Regions from separate parts of the Mus musculus genome. Here all the other regions are linked to region 1. Evidence: chromatin contacts called from public Hi-C and HiChIP or PLAC-seq data. All regions are on one chromosome and are shown on one strand. Each heading gives the region's core, a stretch centred on a gene start, on an enhancer-like site or on the middle of the called end of the contact. The rest is flanking DNA. Distances are from core to core; before and after follow the strand shown.

Region 1 (4,551 bases), core at 1,136-3,635:
AGGCTAGAGAAGGTGGGAACACGTGGGGTTTTGGGTTTTTTGTTTGTTGTTTGGTTGGTTTTTTTGAGACAGGGTTTCTCTTTGTTGACCTGGCTGTCCCAGAACTCACTCTGTAGACCAGGCTGGCCTCAAACTCAGAAATCTGCCTGCCACTGCCTCCCAAGTGTTAGGATTAAAGGCGTGCACCACCACTGCCCAGCCGGGGTTTTGGTTTTCAAGGGGAGGTGGGAACTGGCCCCAGTTACCAGTGAGGTACTGGAGAAACAGTGGCGCCACCACATGGACAGGAGGAAAGGGGAAAAAATGACTGACAGAAACAATGCCTCCATTCCAGATCTTCCAGCTCTGAGCAACATTGCTGAGGGAGTCTGGGCAGGAGGTGGAGTCAGAAACAACAGAGGACAGAGGGCTGGGCGCTGAGTGGCAGGCCCGAGGGGCGGGGGAGGCAGGGGCGCTGGGACCCAAGTCAACAGCCAGGAGAATCCAGGAGTGGTGGCCTGGGCTTGTAACCCCCACCCCACCCCAAACAAACAGAAGGACCTCTGGGGTTTCTGGCCAGCCAGCGGGGCCCCAGTGTGGAAACCTGTCTCAAAAATTAAGGCAGGCAGATTTCTTGAGGAAGGACTCCCAAGGCTGACCTCTGATGTCTACACACATGCGAGCACACAGGTACGCACACCTGCCGCTGCACACGCATGTGCGCTCACACTCACACGCCCCAAATAAGAGAAAGCCAGGCATGGAAGCAAGTGCCTTTAATCACAGCACTCAGGAGGCAGAGGCAGGCAGATCTCTGAGAGTCTGGGGCCAGCCAGGGTAACGCTCGAGTCCCTCGTCTCAAAATAAGTAAAGAAATCAAAGGAAAAAGACAGACATGATGAACGGACATCTGATCCCAGTCTAGCTGGTGCACCAGAGGAAATAAAGAGTCTGTGAGAAAAGAGACTCGCCGAGCACTGGGTACCACTGGATAAGTTAGTGTTAAGTTCCTGAAGGTGAAAAGGCCATGCTGATGCAAGACAGAGCTCTTGGGAAATAAATGCCCACTGCAGTATTTGCCAGCCGAGGGTCATGTGCTCGAGGCCCGGCTGGTGATTAAGTGGCCTTTAGTGAGTGCTAAGCACAGGCCCTCCGGCCTCCTCCTCAGAAGTCTTAGAATATATTTAATACACAGATAAAAGAGAACAAATAGGGCAAAATTTTAACGAAATCATTTTTTAAAACTTTTCTATAATCTTCCATATCCTAATAGCCACCCAAGTATGAGTTCAGATCACAACACTCACTACAAAAATAAAAAATAAAAAATAAAAAAACAGTATTCGTAGTGTCCGCCTGTAATCCAGAGTTGGAGAGGAGGAGAAGCCGGATCTCTGAGGCTGATCATCTAGCCAGTGCAGCCAATCAGTGAGCTCTAGATTCAGGGAAAGAAAATTCAAGTAAGGGCCTTAGGAAGTAAGGGTGCCTGCTGCCAAGCCTGCCGACTTGAGTTTAATCCCTGGGACCCACATGGTGGAAAGAGAGAACAGCACACATGCACACACACATACACACACAAACACACACACACACACACACACACACACAATATATATATATATATATATACATATATATATATATACACACATATATATACATATATACACACATATACATATACACACATATACATACACACACACATATATATACATATATACACACATACATATACACATAAATATACATATATACACACATATACATATACACACATATATATACACACATACACACACATATACATATATACACACATACATATATACACACATATACATATACACACATATACATATATACATACACACACACACACATATATATATATATATATATATTTTTTTTTTTTTTTTTAAGTACTCCAGTGGTGATGCCGGTGGTGATGGTGGTAGCTGTGCATACCTTCAACCTCAGCACTCAGAGAGCAGAGGCAGGAGGGTCTCTTCGGTTCAAAACCAGCCTGGTCTAAGAGCAAATTCCATGACATCCAGGGCTCACAGAGAAACTGTGCCTTTCGGGGAGGGGGGTGGCAATTAAGGTGAAAGAGCCTGGAAGGTGGCTCAGCAAGTGTGAAGCCTGGTAGGTGAGAAGAGACTCCTAAATGTTGTACACACACACACGCTTTGCCACACACAAAAATTATCCAAGTAGCATAGGTCTGGAATCCCAGCAGAACAGCTCCAAGTCTCAGGTTTACCCGAGCTGTGGAGCAAATTCAAGCCACTCGTGAGACCCATCTCAAAAGTAAAAATACAGCTAGCCTGACATGGTGAAGCAGGCCTTGTGAACTGAAGCCAGCCTGGTCTACAATGTGAGCTCCAGGACAGTCAGGCTAAAGAGACTGCACAGCGGTACTGTGCTTGCTAGCATGCGCGAAGTCCTGAGTTCAATCCACTCTAGCCTCAAAGTCTGCAGGCAAAAAAAAAAAAAAAAAAAAAAAAAAAAAAAAAAAAAAAAAAGCAAAACAGCTATCCAAACCAGGAATCTCCCAAAGTTAGAGATGTTATTGTTTATTTCGCTTCCAGAGCTGGCCGAGAACCAGCAGTGTCCCGGGAGCACGCGGTAGAATGAGGGGCACAGGTGGCCGGAAAGGCAGAGTCCTCTCGCTTCAGAGCATTCCTGCCTGCCGACATTTTCTGATCTGACAGCTGGAGTGGCCAAGGACCCAGGCCAGGACTCACCGACAGGGTCCCCGGGCTGTGCGGACCCGGACGGCAGGTGGCGCTGTTGAGTCAACACTGGCAGAACCTGACTGAGCGCCATGGGAACCTGGAGCGGGTCAGCCATTGGATTTTCTTCCAGAACCCAGGGCCCAGGAGCTGTGTGTAGCCTCGCTGACACTCCCCGGACCCGGCCTCCAGCTCTCAGGCTGCCAGCCTTTCCTATGACTTCCCTCCCTACAGCCGATGCCCCAAGGCCACCAACCCCTCACAGGATGCCAAGTGGAGGACAGAGGAGGAGGCATGGGCAGGCTTCATTCAATTCCTGGCTCTAGAGTCTAAGTAGCAAATTAATCTTCCCCTTCCCTCCGCCCTGTCCTCCCTCCTCCCTTTCCTCCTCCTGGGCAGCTCTATCTAAGTCGTTCAAAACAAACATGTTTTCAGCCCATCCCACGCTTGCCCTGCTGGGACCTATTCAGAAACGCTAAGTCCTGGACTCCAGTTCCTTCTGTGGGATCCAGGGGGCAGGGTAGACATGGGAAAGGGCTGACAGCAGGTCTAGGTGCTGGGGTGGAGGAGGGGCAGGCAATACAGTCTTCCTGCAGTCTCCGAAGCAGGGACTTTCAGCTCTCTACTGGCCTACCCACGTTCAGCTCTCTGCTGGCCTTCCACAACTTTTCTGAGTTCCCTTCGGGAGATTTACCCGATGCACCGATGCACGCAAGGCTGACAGAGCTTGTCTGGGACCACCAAAGGTGCCAATATCTATGGTGACTTGTGCAAAGGTCCAGGTCTACCAGTGCTTTTTAGTAACATTTCCCAACATCGCGGGACTCCTCGTTCTTCTTTGGGATCAGCAGTTTACCTGGGATAAAATTCCCTTACTGAATTTGTCTCACCAGACCCATCCAGTGTTCTTCTTCCTGGGGCCTTACTTCTACCGGGACTGGGGGACAGGGAGGCCAAGACCCTGTAATAGGCTCACAGTGTGTTCTTTTTCAAATGTATCTTATTTATTTATTTATTTATTTATTTATTTATTTTAGGTTTTTCAAGATAGGTTTTCTCTGTGTAGCCTTGGCTGTCTTGGAACAGACCAGGCTGGCCTTGAGCTCAGAAATCTACCTGCTTCTGCCTGAGTGTTGGGACTAAAGGTACCACCACTGCCAGGCTCTTAAAAGAAATTCTTTAGGTGACAGAATTTGTCCTTGGCATTTAAGAGACTTCTGGGCAGAGGAGGAAAGAGGGGAGGAAAAGAAAAATAGAGGGGACAAGGATAAGGAGGAGGGAAAGATTATTTTGACTTTTTTTTTTTAATTGTGACTTCTTTAGAGTCAATTTCTCATGCATAAAATACAGTTGACATAGTGGTAGCAGTGGTGTCCTTAATCCCAGCACCTAGGAGGCAGAGACAGGCAGATCTTTGTGATTCTGAGGAATGTCTGCTCTACATAGTGAACTCCAGGCCAGCCAAGAGCTAACCGAGTAAGCCTCTGACAAAACAAACATGGAAACCTCATCCTAATGAAGCTGACGTGAGAAAAATAAAAGATGGGTTTCAAGCACTTGGTCATGACCTTTAACCTGGTTGGGGGGGGTGTCTTTGTTTGTTTGTTTGTTTGTTTGTGTTTTAGTTTGGTTTCCTTGAGACAAGGTCTTATGCAGTCTAGGCTATCTCCAAACCACTATGAAGCTGAGGCCAGCCTTCTCTTCTGATCCTCCTACCTCCACTCTAAGAAAGGCTGGGATGACAAGTGGATACCGTGACACCTGGCTTTCCAACAGATTGAATTTTAGAAAGGGAAGGAAAACAGTAACCAGGCCAGGAGTAGCAGCCTGTGGATCT
Region 2 (4,551 bases), core at 1,492-3,991, 220 kb before region 1:
AAATGACTTTACATTTCTCATTCTCTTGTTTTTACTTCCCTGGGCTTAATGTGAGGTAGCAATCACTTGATTGAGTTTATTTATTTATGTTTATTGATTGAGTGCTATGCAGATGTGCAGGTGTATGTGTGGCCACGTGAGTATGCCACAGCACACAAATGGAGGTCAGAGGACATCTCCTGGGGATTGAGTATCTCTTCCCACCATGTGATTGCTGGGGATCAACCTCAGGTCACAAAGCTTGCCTGAGAGAGAGCACTGGACTGCCTCTCTGGATCCAGTTTATATTTTTCTATGTGGACATCTGATCGAGCTCAGTGCATTGAGAGTAATGACTATAAGAATCATGAACTTGTATAACTGGGCCAGAGTCTCTGGTTTTACCATTCTGAACGTGGTTCCAGATTTACTTCTGGACGGTGCATTTTATGAGGCCTTGGAGAGTCTTACTGGGCAGTAGTGAAGATATCCTGAAGCTTGGAGGGTTTGCAGCTTCCGCCTTAGGCTGCAGAGAGAAGGATGCTTTTTAAGAGGCGGCTGCCTGTGTCTCACCTCGACTCCCAAGTGTGGCCTTGACCATCTTGACTGAATTCACCCTTGCCCTGGATCTACCTTCTGCTAGTTGGTCTCAAACACAGTACCTTGTCAGGGTCCTGGAGCTGATGGGACAGGGTAGCTAATTTGTCAACAGAATTCTTCCACCGTCCACAGTTTTGACCCTTGAGCTTCCTGTCTGCTCCCTAGGTAAGGCCAGCTCCTTACAGCGTCCAGCTGTTACAGTGGCTGTCCCTGTGCCCCTTTTCTGACAGGGTCCTGTGTCCCAGTTTTCTGCTCTACCTCATTTACAGCACGCACCACTCCCTCCTTAGCTTAGTCTATGTTGTTGAAGCAAGCGGGTGGGGGGTGTCTAGTCACCATCAGCTTTTTTTCAGCCTTTCTTTTTCAGAAGTTTTCTTTGTAAAGCATTGCCTGTGGGCCCAGCATTGTGATAGGTGCTAGGGAAACAGTGATGAAACAGAACAGACAAGAGCCCTGGCCTTTGGGGACAGTCACCAGATTAGAGAACTGATGGTGCACATTGTAATTACAGTAGTGCTGAGTGCTGTGCAGGAAGTGCAGGGACTGGGAGCCCCTGGGGTGACTAAGCCTGGCCTAGAGAATGTGTCCTACACACACTCTCTGCTGTGACGTGGGGTCCCCTTCTGCAGTTGCACATGCAGGCATAATGAGAACAGTGAACAGAAAGTCCAGTCCTTTGGAAAATGGTCCAGAGACCATTACGTTCCTTAGCCATAGCCTCTTGACACCTAGTGACGCAGGCAGCGTTCTGCTGACTTAGATCCCTGATGGCAGATGCTGCTCTGGTGTAGATCCCAGGTCAGCGGTATCTCCTCACAGTTTGAAGAAACAGAGCCGGCCAGATGTGGGGCCCTGAGCAAGCATACGTGGGAGGGTGGCAGAAAGAGGCAAGAGAAAGGGGAAAAGGGTGATCCTGCAAGTGCGGAGATCCATTATTGCAGGAGTATTCTTTCTCTACCTCCTCTGTGAGGCAGATACACCCTCGGTGCTCTCTCACTGGAACCGTCCCTCCCACCCCCAAACACACACACACACACACACACACACACACACACACACACACACACACACACACACACTGCTTCTCATTGTTTCTCACAGAGCCTTTCTCTAGAGTCATCCCCCAATGGCTGGTGTGAGGTCAGTGGACTCTGAACATTTCTTACTAGTCTTCTCTTCAGTGGAAAGAGAAGCAAGTCTCCCTTAATGTAAATCCACAGTTTTCTTCATCCCACCAGGTCCTTCCACCCACCTCTGTTGTTTTACATTGAAGACACTTGGACAGCCAGAAGTTAGTCCCTTGGACTGGCAAGATAGCTCAAGGAGTCAAAATACATGACATATAAGTCTAGTGACCTGAGTTCAATCACTGGAACCCAAATACGATAGAGAGAACTGACTCCAGAGTTGCTCACATACTTGTGCCTGAACATTCACACAAACTACCTAGTAGTGATGAAAATAGTCTGTGTTTTATGACTCAATGCTGAGCATTTTTGCTTGACATTATCGAGGAAAATGATCATTCAGACTTATAGGATGGGGGTGAGCAGAGACTATCACTGAATAGGGTGATAAGATGTCTGGGTGATGAGGGGATCTGAGTTGGGGCTTGTAAAGAAGCTTTCAGGTGGTGACTGGTGGATCCTCAAGAGCAGTGTCCTCTCCTACCAGGGCTTATACAGGGCAGGGTCACCAGGTATGTGTGAAGTCACCAGGATGGCCAAGTGGCTCCTGGGAGCTATTTCTCACACCCATTTTCCTCAGGGAATCATCTGGGGCTTGGTGACCCAGACAGGCTTTGTTTAGACCAGTGTTGCATGGTCCCTAGCAGCCACCCTGCCTGACACATCATCCTGTCCCGAGTAGAAGGAAGCACATGCCAACTCTGAAAGTCACATGCAGAGGCCCTGGGAGCCCAGATCTGTATACCTATACCTGAATCAGAACTTGTCTCTCTTGGCTTCAGGAGTCTAAACTGTCTAAACCAACCCCTTTGTCACACAGCCGTAGCCAGAACCCTCCTCCCTGTCTGTATCAGCAGGGAGGGCAGTCTTGATTTAGGGGTTGAAAATAGCAATGTCAGAGCTAGATTGGTAGCACTTGCCAGAGCAATGGGGCGGGTCCTGCCTGTGTGACTCATTTCCTTTGTATAGACAGCCACTTAGTGTAGCCAGCCAACTTCCTTGCCTCTGCTCTCTTCCATGTCTAGGCATAGAAAGGCAGAGAGAGCTTAGAACGGTGAAGAATAGGAACTAAACGATATTCTCATAGGCCTTCTGACTCCAGACCTCCCCAACTTCCCCTGTCAGGGAGCAGGATCTACTACTGGGGCTTCAAGGACCTGCTCAATGTGGGGAACAGAATTAGAAGCAATAATTTAGGTCTAAGCTCACACACCACACCTCCCTTACCCCATATCTCCAAGGCCACAGAGCCCGAAGTGCTGAGACACTTGTATTTCCACTTGCAAGAGAATCAAGTTGCACGCCCTCCTTACACCTTACATAGAAGCTGACTCAAAATGGGTCACAGAGATGTAAGCGCTAATAAGGCTCTTAGTAAAAAACGTGGGAGTAAATCTTGGTGACATTGGCTTCTGCGGTGGCTTCTGAGATAAGACAACAGGAGCACAAGCAGAAGACAAGCTGGCTAAATTAAGCTTAGGAAGAAAACATCTCAGAGCTCCAGAAGGTACCATTAAGAAGGAAAAAAGAAGAAGCCAGGCATGGTGGCTTGTGCCTGCGTCTCGTGCCTGAGAGTCCAAAGCAGGAGGCTCTTGCAAAGCTGCCCTGGGCTATGTAATGAGCTCTAGACCAACCTTGCCTATAGACATTGTCTCAAAAAGAAAAGGAAGGGAAGAGATAAGTAAAAAAAATAAAAGACAACACATAGAATAAGAGAAGTCATTGGTCAGTCAGATAGCCTGCTAAGGTTCTGGTACCCAGAATCTGCCCAGAACCCTTGTAATTTTTATTGATTTCCTAAGCAGTTATAACAAAGTAGCATAAATCAGATGGCTGGAAACAACAGTTGTGCAGTCCTTGCTAGTACTAGAAGCTGAGTGGAGAGCCAGATGTCGGCAGCAGTGGCTCCTCCAGACAGTGAGGGGTAATTTCTTCTTTCTCTCAGTTCTTAGTATTCTTGGCATAGGCTTGTAGGTTCATCACTCCAGTCCCTCCCTCCAGCATCCCATGCTTCTCTTCCACTTGACACTTTCCTCTGTGTGTGTGTCATCTCCTCTTCCCTTGTTTTGAACCAGGGTCTGTCCTGGAGCTTACTGTGTAGACTAAGCTGCCATAGAACTCACAGAGATCTGCCTGTCTCTGCCTCTAGAATTAAATGTGTGCTCCACTATGTCTGTCTCCTCTTTTTGTAAGTATATCAGTTCAGTTGGATGAAGGGCTCACCCTGCTCCACAACAGGGACATCTGAACTAGTTACTAGGGTTTACTAGTTAGTCAACCCTAACAACAAACCATAAGCCCAAATAAAAATAAAAATCTAAAGAAAAGTACTGATAACTAATACGAAAAGATGTTTTCTTGCCATTAGACATTAAGGAAATGCAAATCAAAACCACAGTGAGACAGCACTTCACAGATGAGCATGGCAGGAAGACTTCATGACAGAGATTGGAGAGGTTAGAAGGAAGCTGCTGGTGAGATGCTCGGCAGGTGTCTACTCAGTCCTGGCCACTGAGATTTAACCTCCAGGGCCCCCATACAGATGGAAGGAGAAACCTGACTAAAGTTGTCCTCTGACCTCCACGGGCATGCCCGCCCTCCCTGCCCCAGTAATAGCAACGCTGTACATTGCTGATGTGAATGTAAAATGGGTAAAGTGGTCTAATTTCATTATAGGTGAGCTGTAATGAAATATTTTTAAACTCTTAAAGGACTCCCTCATTCCTCTTTTCTTACAGAAAGGCAAGAGCTGGATTTCTGAAGATGACTTCTGCCGACCTCCCCA
Region 3 (4,551 bases), core at 628-3,127, 130 kb before region 1:
CACTCTGGAGGCAGAGGCAGGTGCCTCTCTGAGTTCAAGGCCGGCATGGTCTACAGAGTGAGCTCCAGGACTGCCAAGACTACACAGAGGAACCCTGTCCCCAAAACAAAACAAAACACAAAACAAAAGACAAAAACAAAAAAGGAAAAAAAGTTGAATGTTGGTGGTGTGCATCTGTAATCTCATCTGCAAGCCTACGGGACAGCTAGCCTCCAGGTCAGCAATAGAGCCATCAAGAGAGACCCACCTCAGCAAAATAGGAGGCAAGAACCAACTCCCAAACATTTTCCTTGAACCTCCACATGTGGCAAGTCCTCCCCCCCGCCCCCCGCCCCGCACACTAATATTTTGTAAAAATGAGATATACCTTATCAGTGACAGTCACTGGTATTTGGTGACACAGTAACGTAAAACTCTCCGGGACCAGACACCATGCTCATTACTTGCCCATGACTGGTTTTCACAGGCTTCCTGAGAACAGTTGTTTGTGGGTTTTGTTGTTTTGTTTGTTGAGACGCAGGCTCAGTATGTAGTCCTGATTGGCTACTCTTGATGGTCCTGCCTCAGCCTCCCAAATACGGGGACTACAGGTGTACATCACTACACCTAACAAAAAGGAGTTTTATCATATCTTTCCTCACGTCACAGATTGGTAAATTGAGACCCAGGATTTAAGGGGCCACAGTCAATGCCACCAGAGCTGCTGTGCTCACTTCCTGCCCTGGCTCCACCTAGACTGGTTCTCAGCCACAGTAGAGGAAATCCTACCTGGCTTTCTATGGATCCGCAAGAGTAAGGCCTGGCCTGCCCCGTTTGGCCTCCCTGGCTGGTTCCCCATTCTTCCTTCCCCTTGCTGAGCTGGCCCACAGATCCTCTCTCCTGACTACCACAGGTGACTCTGGAGCATCTTCTCTGCCTTATTTGATTGGCTGGGGCCTGAGTCAATAGCACAGCTCCTGTCTCTCCTGCCAGGTCAGGCACCTCGGCCTTCCGGTCTTGTTTCTGCTCTGTCTGTCTGTCCTGAAGCTGCCTGTCCTGTGGGTCTCACTCACCCTGACACTAGAGGGATGTTCCACCACCAGGCATTCTGCCTACGGCTTTGCATGGCCTGCCTCCCTCCATAGCTCCCCATGGAGCTGAGTGGAGTTCTTGCTCCCTGTACAATTTGCTTATTTAACACAGGGGCTCATTTTGTAGTCTAGACTGGCCTGGAATTGACTGTAGGCCTTAAATTTGCAGCAACACTTCTGCTTCAGCCTTCCAAGAGCTGGGATGATGGATGTGAGCTACCTCCCTTGGCTCATCATCCCTGTGGTGAACTTGGGACTCGGGTGGGTGAGCCAATACTTGATGAGATGAAATAGGAATACCTGAATTCCCAGACTAGCATTTCTGCTAAGCCCTTCTTCCAGGAAGGAAGTGTTAGCTGAATCCCTCCAGGCCTGGCACTGGGAGTGAAGTGGTGAGCTGGGCAGGTTACGACTTGGTCTCAGGGACCTCCTAAACCAGAGGGCTCTGTGTACCCACTCTCCCACACAGTAATGTGGGAGCTCCCTACACTGAAGGCTGTAAGGGAAGACAACAGGAGGCTGGAACTGGGCGAAGCTACAGGGCTTGCCTAGCCAGAGTAGCAGGAAGCCAGGAAAAGAAACCAGGAAAAGAGCCAGCTTGGCTCCAAGGACTCATGGCTGCTCAGACACTGTGCCTTGGGAGAGCCACTGCATGAAGATGCTCAGGTGAGCAGAGGAACAATGACGAGATCAGATCTGAGTCCTCGAGGGTACCAGCAGGGTGACAGGCGCTGCCACCTCACCCAGCCTTCCCAGCAGAGGAGGCGCTGAGCCACCTCGAGTCAAGGACTGTCTGCGTGTGCCACCCAGCCTCGGTTGGTTCTCAGGAAATGAGGAAATGAGGAGCCGGCAGAGTGGTTTAACTCAGTCAGAGGAGCTGGAAGGCGTCCATCCAGACCTCGATGAAATTAAAACCTTAGCCCCGACCAGCACTGCCAGACGGGAGTTGGTCTCGATGTCAACTTCTCTCACAAGTCCTGAGTCCAGCTGCTAAGCAATTAACACTCAGGAAGGACCCTTTCAGCCAAGCCAAATCTGCTGGAACGTTATACAGGAGATGATTTGTGACCACATTTCTATTTGTGAAATCACATATATTTAAAGGTAGTAAACTCTTTTCTAAAAGGAAACGGTAGCCTACGCCTTTAATTCCAGCGCTCAGGAAGCAGAGGCAGGCAGATTATTGTGAGTTCTGGGCCAGCCAGGATAACATAGTGAGACCCTGTCTCAAACAAACAAACAAACAAACAAACAAACATGCTGGGCAGGATGGTGCACACCTGGAATTCCCAACACTTGGTACACGGAGGCAGGAGGATCAAGAGCTGAAGGCCAGTCTTAGCTACTTAATAAATGTGACTACAGCCTAGGCTACATAATGGCCCTATCTCAAAGCAAGCAAACAAAAATAAATAAATTACGGAGCTGGAGAAATATCTCCATACCCCAAAGCAAGATACTGTAGAGCTGGGGCTCTCTTCTGCACGGGCTCAGAGACTCACACGCCATGAAAAGAGCCATGGTTTCCTCAGGTCAGGCCCTGATCAAACAGTGTTTCAGAGAAGAGCCGGAGGCAGGCAAGGCTTCTATGCCTTCATCCTAGAGCGGGAAATTAGAGCTTGGTGAGGCTACATTTTAAGTAGAGCAATACCCCCTGTGACATCTGAGGATTGGTTTCTGTGTTACATGTCCTGCAGGGAATGGAGTTTCTAGGGGACCAGAAAGCACTGGGACATCATTCCCCAAGGTGCTGACTGATCTACTAATCCCAGGAGGCATAGTATCCAGGACCCATAATCTTCAGGGGAGAAAAAATTCAACTGTATAACAACACATTTATATGATATTTCTTGTTTTAAAATAACGATTTTACTTGTTTTTGTCTCTGTGGGGTATGGATGGGATGGGGGAGACGGGTGTGCATGAAGACCGTGGCTTATGTGTAGAAGTCAGAGAATGACTTCCGTGAGGCAGTTCTCTTCTTCCACCATGTGGGTTCTACGGATTAAACTCAGGTCATCATCGATCTTGGCACTAAATGCCTCTACACACTGAGCCATCCCACCAACTCCTGTGTAATACAATTTTTTTTTAACTTGTGAGGGTGTATGTGCATGTTCGTGTGTGTGTGTGCGTGTGCCTGTGTGTGTGTACAGCTGTATGTGCACATTTATATGCACATACAGCTGGAGGCCTGAGGTCATTGTCAGGTGTCGTTCCTTGGTAGCCATCCATCTTGTTTTGTGAGACCGGTCTCTTACTGGGACTTATGGTTTGCCAGTTAGGTGAAGCTGGCAGGTCAGTGAGCCCCAGGGATCCAGTTCAGCCTCTCCCGTGCTGGGACCTCAAGTGTGTGCCACCACATTTGTCTCTTATGGCTTCTTATTTTCTTTTAAGATTTATTTATTTATTTATTTATTTATTTATTTATTTTATGTAAGTACACTGTAGCTGTCCTCAGACACACCAGAAAAGGGAGTCAGATCTCGTTACGGATGGTTGTGAGCCACCATGTGGTTGCTGGGATTTGAACTCCTGACCTTCAGAAGAGCAGTCGGGTGCTCTTACCCACTGAGCCATCTCACCAGCCCCGGCTTTTTATTTTCTTTTGTTCTGTTGTGACAGGGTTTCTCTGTGTAGTTCTGGCTGGCCTAGAATTTGCTATGTGGACCAGGCTAGCCTTGGACTTAGAGTGTTCCACCTGCCTCTGTCTCCCTTGTGCTGGAGTTAAAGATCTGCCACCGAGCCTGGCACCACACTTGGGTTTTATCTCGTGATGAGGATCAGATCCAGGCCCTCGTGCTTGCATGGCGAACACTTCGTGGACTGGGCCGTTCTCCCAGAGCCTTTTCATTTTGTTTTTAATGTGTGAAAAATTCATAAAAGTAGAAGTCAGCTGTGACCCTAGTTCCCATGGCTCTGTCCTCAGAGGGAGAGGACAGATACAAACAACTTTTTACTTACAACTTTGCCTTGTTTTGATTAGCGAAGCCAGAACAGAAGTCTCCCTGATGGAGACAAAGCTCTGAGCCGGGCCCAGGCCACTCCAGTGAGCCCGCAGACACACACACACACACACACACACACACACACACACACACACACCCTGCCACGCTCTGCCCTGGGTCTGTCTCCAAACCCCCTCATCATGACAGCCTCCTTGCAGCCCAGAGCCTAGGAAGGTTGGGCTCTGATTCCTGGCAGAGCCCAGCTTCCTGTTTTTCTCCAAGAGGACAAGGTCAGGCGGCTGCTGGGAAGGGACGCAGGGACCCCAAAGGGCAACAAATCCCAGCCGTGTGGAGGAAGGAGGGGCTCTGAGCCACTCTGAGCCCTTGGGTCCCTCTCTCTCTCTCTCTGATGGCCTTTCAAAATGTTGCAAGGCCTCCTGGTCCCCTCTGACCTGGGTTTCAGGGTGCTCACCTATGAAATGATCAAGGAGGTCTATAGATCTTTCCGCTTGTATGAGGATTCAAGTTAGACA

Evidence for each region. A called contact is a pair of places that touch in the nucleus more often than the background predicts. HiChIP or PLAC-seq counts read pairs in DNA pulled down with a chosen protein or histone mark.
Region 2: a contact with region 1 is called in an HNF4G HiChIP or PLAC-seq map of pancreatic cancer cells. The contact joins two enhancer-like sites. A contact is called at or near these places in 3 of 39 promoter capture datasets (the C10 cell line, HPC-7-derived erythroid cells and second pharyngeal arch cranial neural crest), 1 of 15 datasets of contacts at CTCF or cohesin (the NIH/3T3 cell line), 4 of 484 Hi-C or Micro-C datasets (the AML12 cell line, the N1E-115 cell line, cortical neurons and 1 more), 3 of 115 datasets of contacts at active chromatin or transcription factors (embryonic stem cells, microglia and pancreatic cancer cells) and 2 of 9 other capture datasets (adipose tissue and liver).
Region 3: a Hi-C map of bone marrow-derived macrophages shows a contact between it and region 1, with 42 read pairs. The contact joins two enhancer-like sites. A contact is called at or near these places in 5 of 39 promoter capture datasets (the C10 cell line, the HPC-7 cell line, liver and 1 more), 4 of 15 datasets of contacts at CTCF or cohesin (CD8 T cells, large pre-B cells, pro-B cells and 1 more), 59 of 484 Hi-C or Micro-C datasets (B cells, the C10 cell line, the C2C12 cell line and 39 more) and 10 of 115 datasets of contacts at active chromatin or transcription factors (CD4 single positive thymocytes, the HPC-7 cell line, a beta-TC-6 cell line and 5 more).

Annotation. Positions count from the first base shown.
Region 1 is chr11:103,157,400-103,161,950 of GRCm38.p6, reverse strand. No RefSeq gene overlaps it. Among named protein-coding and RNA genes, the nearest start is that of Gm51919, 11 kb to the left of the region's middle. Within about 2 kb of position 2,385, at least 160 of the 459 cell types and tissues checked have an H3K27ac peak or open chromatin away from gene starts, as enhancers often do. A contact at or near this core is called in the C2C12 cell line, the G1E-ER4 cell line, the N1E-115 cell line and 6 more, where this site is marked.
Region 2 is chr11:103,380,306-103,384,856 of GRCm38.p6, reverse strand. Plekhm1 (pleckstrin homology domain containing, family M (with RUN domain) member 1) reads left to right here. Exons shown (of 12, transcript NM_183034.2): 6 at 4,505-4,551. Among named protein-coding and RNA genes, the nearest start is that of Arhgap27, 19 kb to the right of the region's middle. Within about 2 kb of position 2,741, at least 235 of the 459 cell types and tissues checked have an H3K27ac peak or open chromatin away from gene starts, as enhancers often do. A contact at or near this core is called in the N1E-115 cell line, the NIH/3T3 cell line, adipose tissue and 2 more, where this site is marked.
Region 3 is chr11:103,285,862-103,290,412 of GRCm38.p6, reverse strand. No RefSeq gene overlaps it. Among named protein-coding and RNA genes, the nearest start is that of Map3k14, 21 kb to the right of the region's middle. Within about 2 kb of position 1,877, at least 30 of the 459 cell types and tissues checked have an H3K27ac peak or open chromatin away from gene starts, as enhancers often do. A contact at or near this core is called in the C2C12 cell line, the G1E-ER4 cell line, bone marrow-derived macrophages and 1 more, where this site is marked.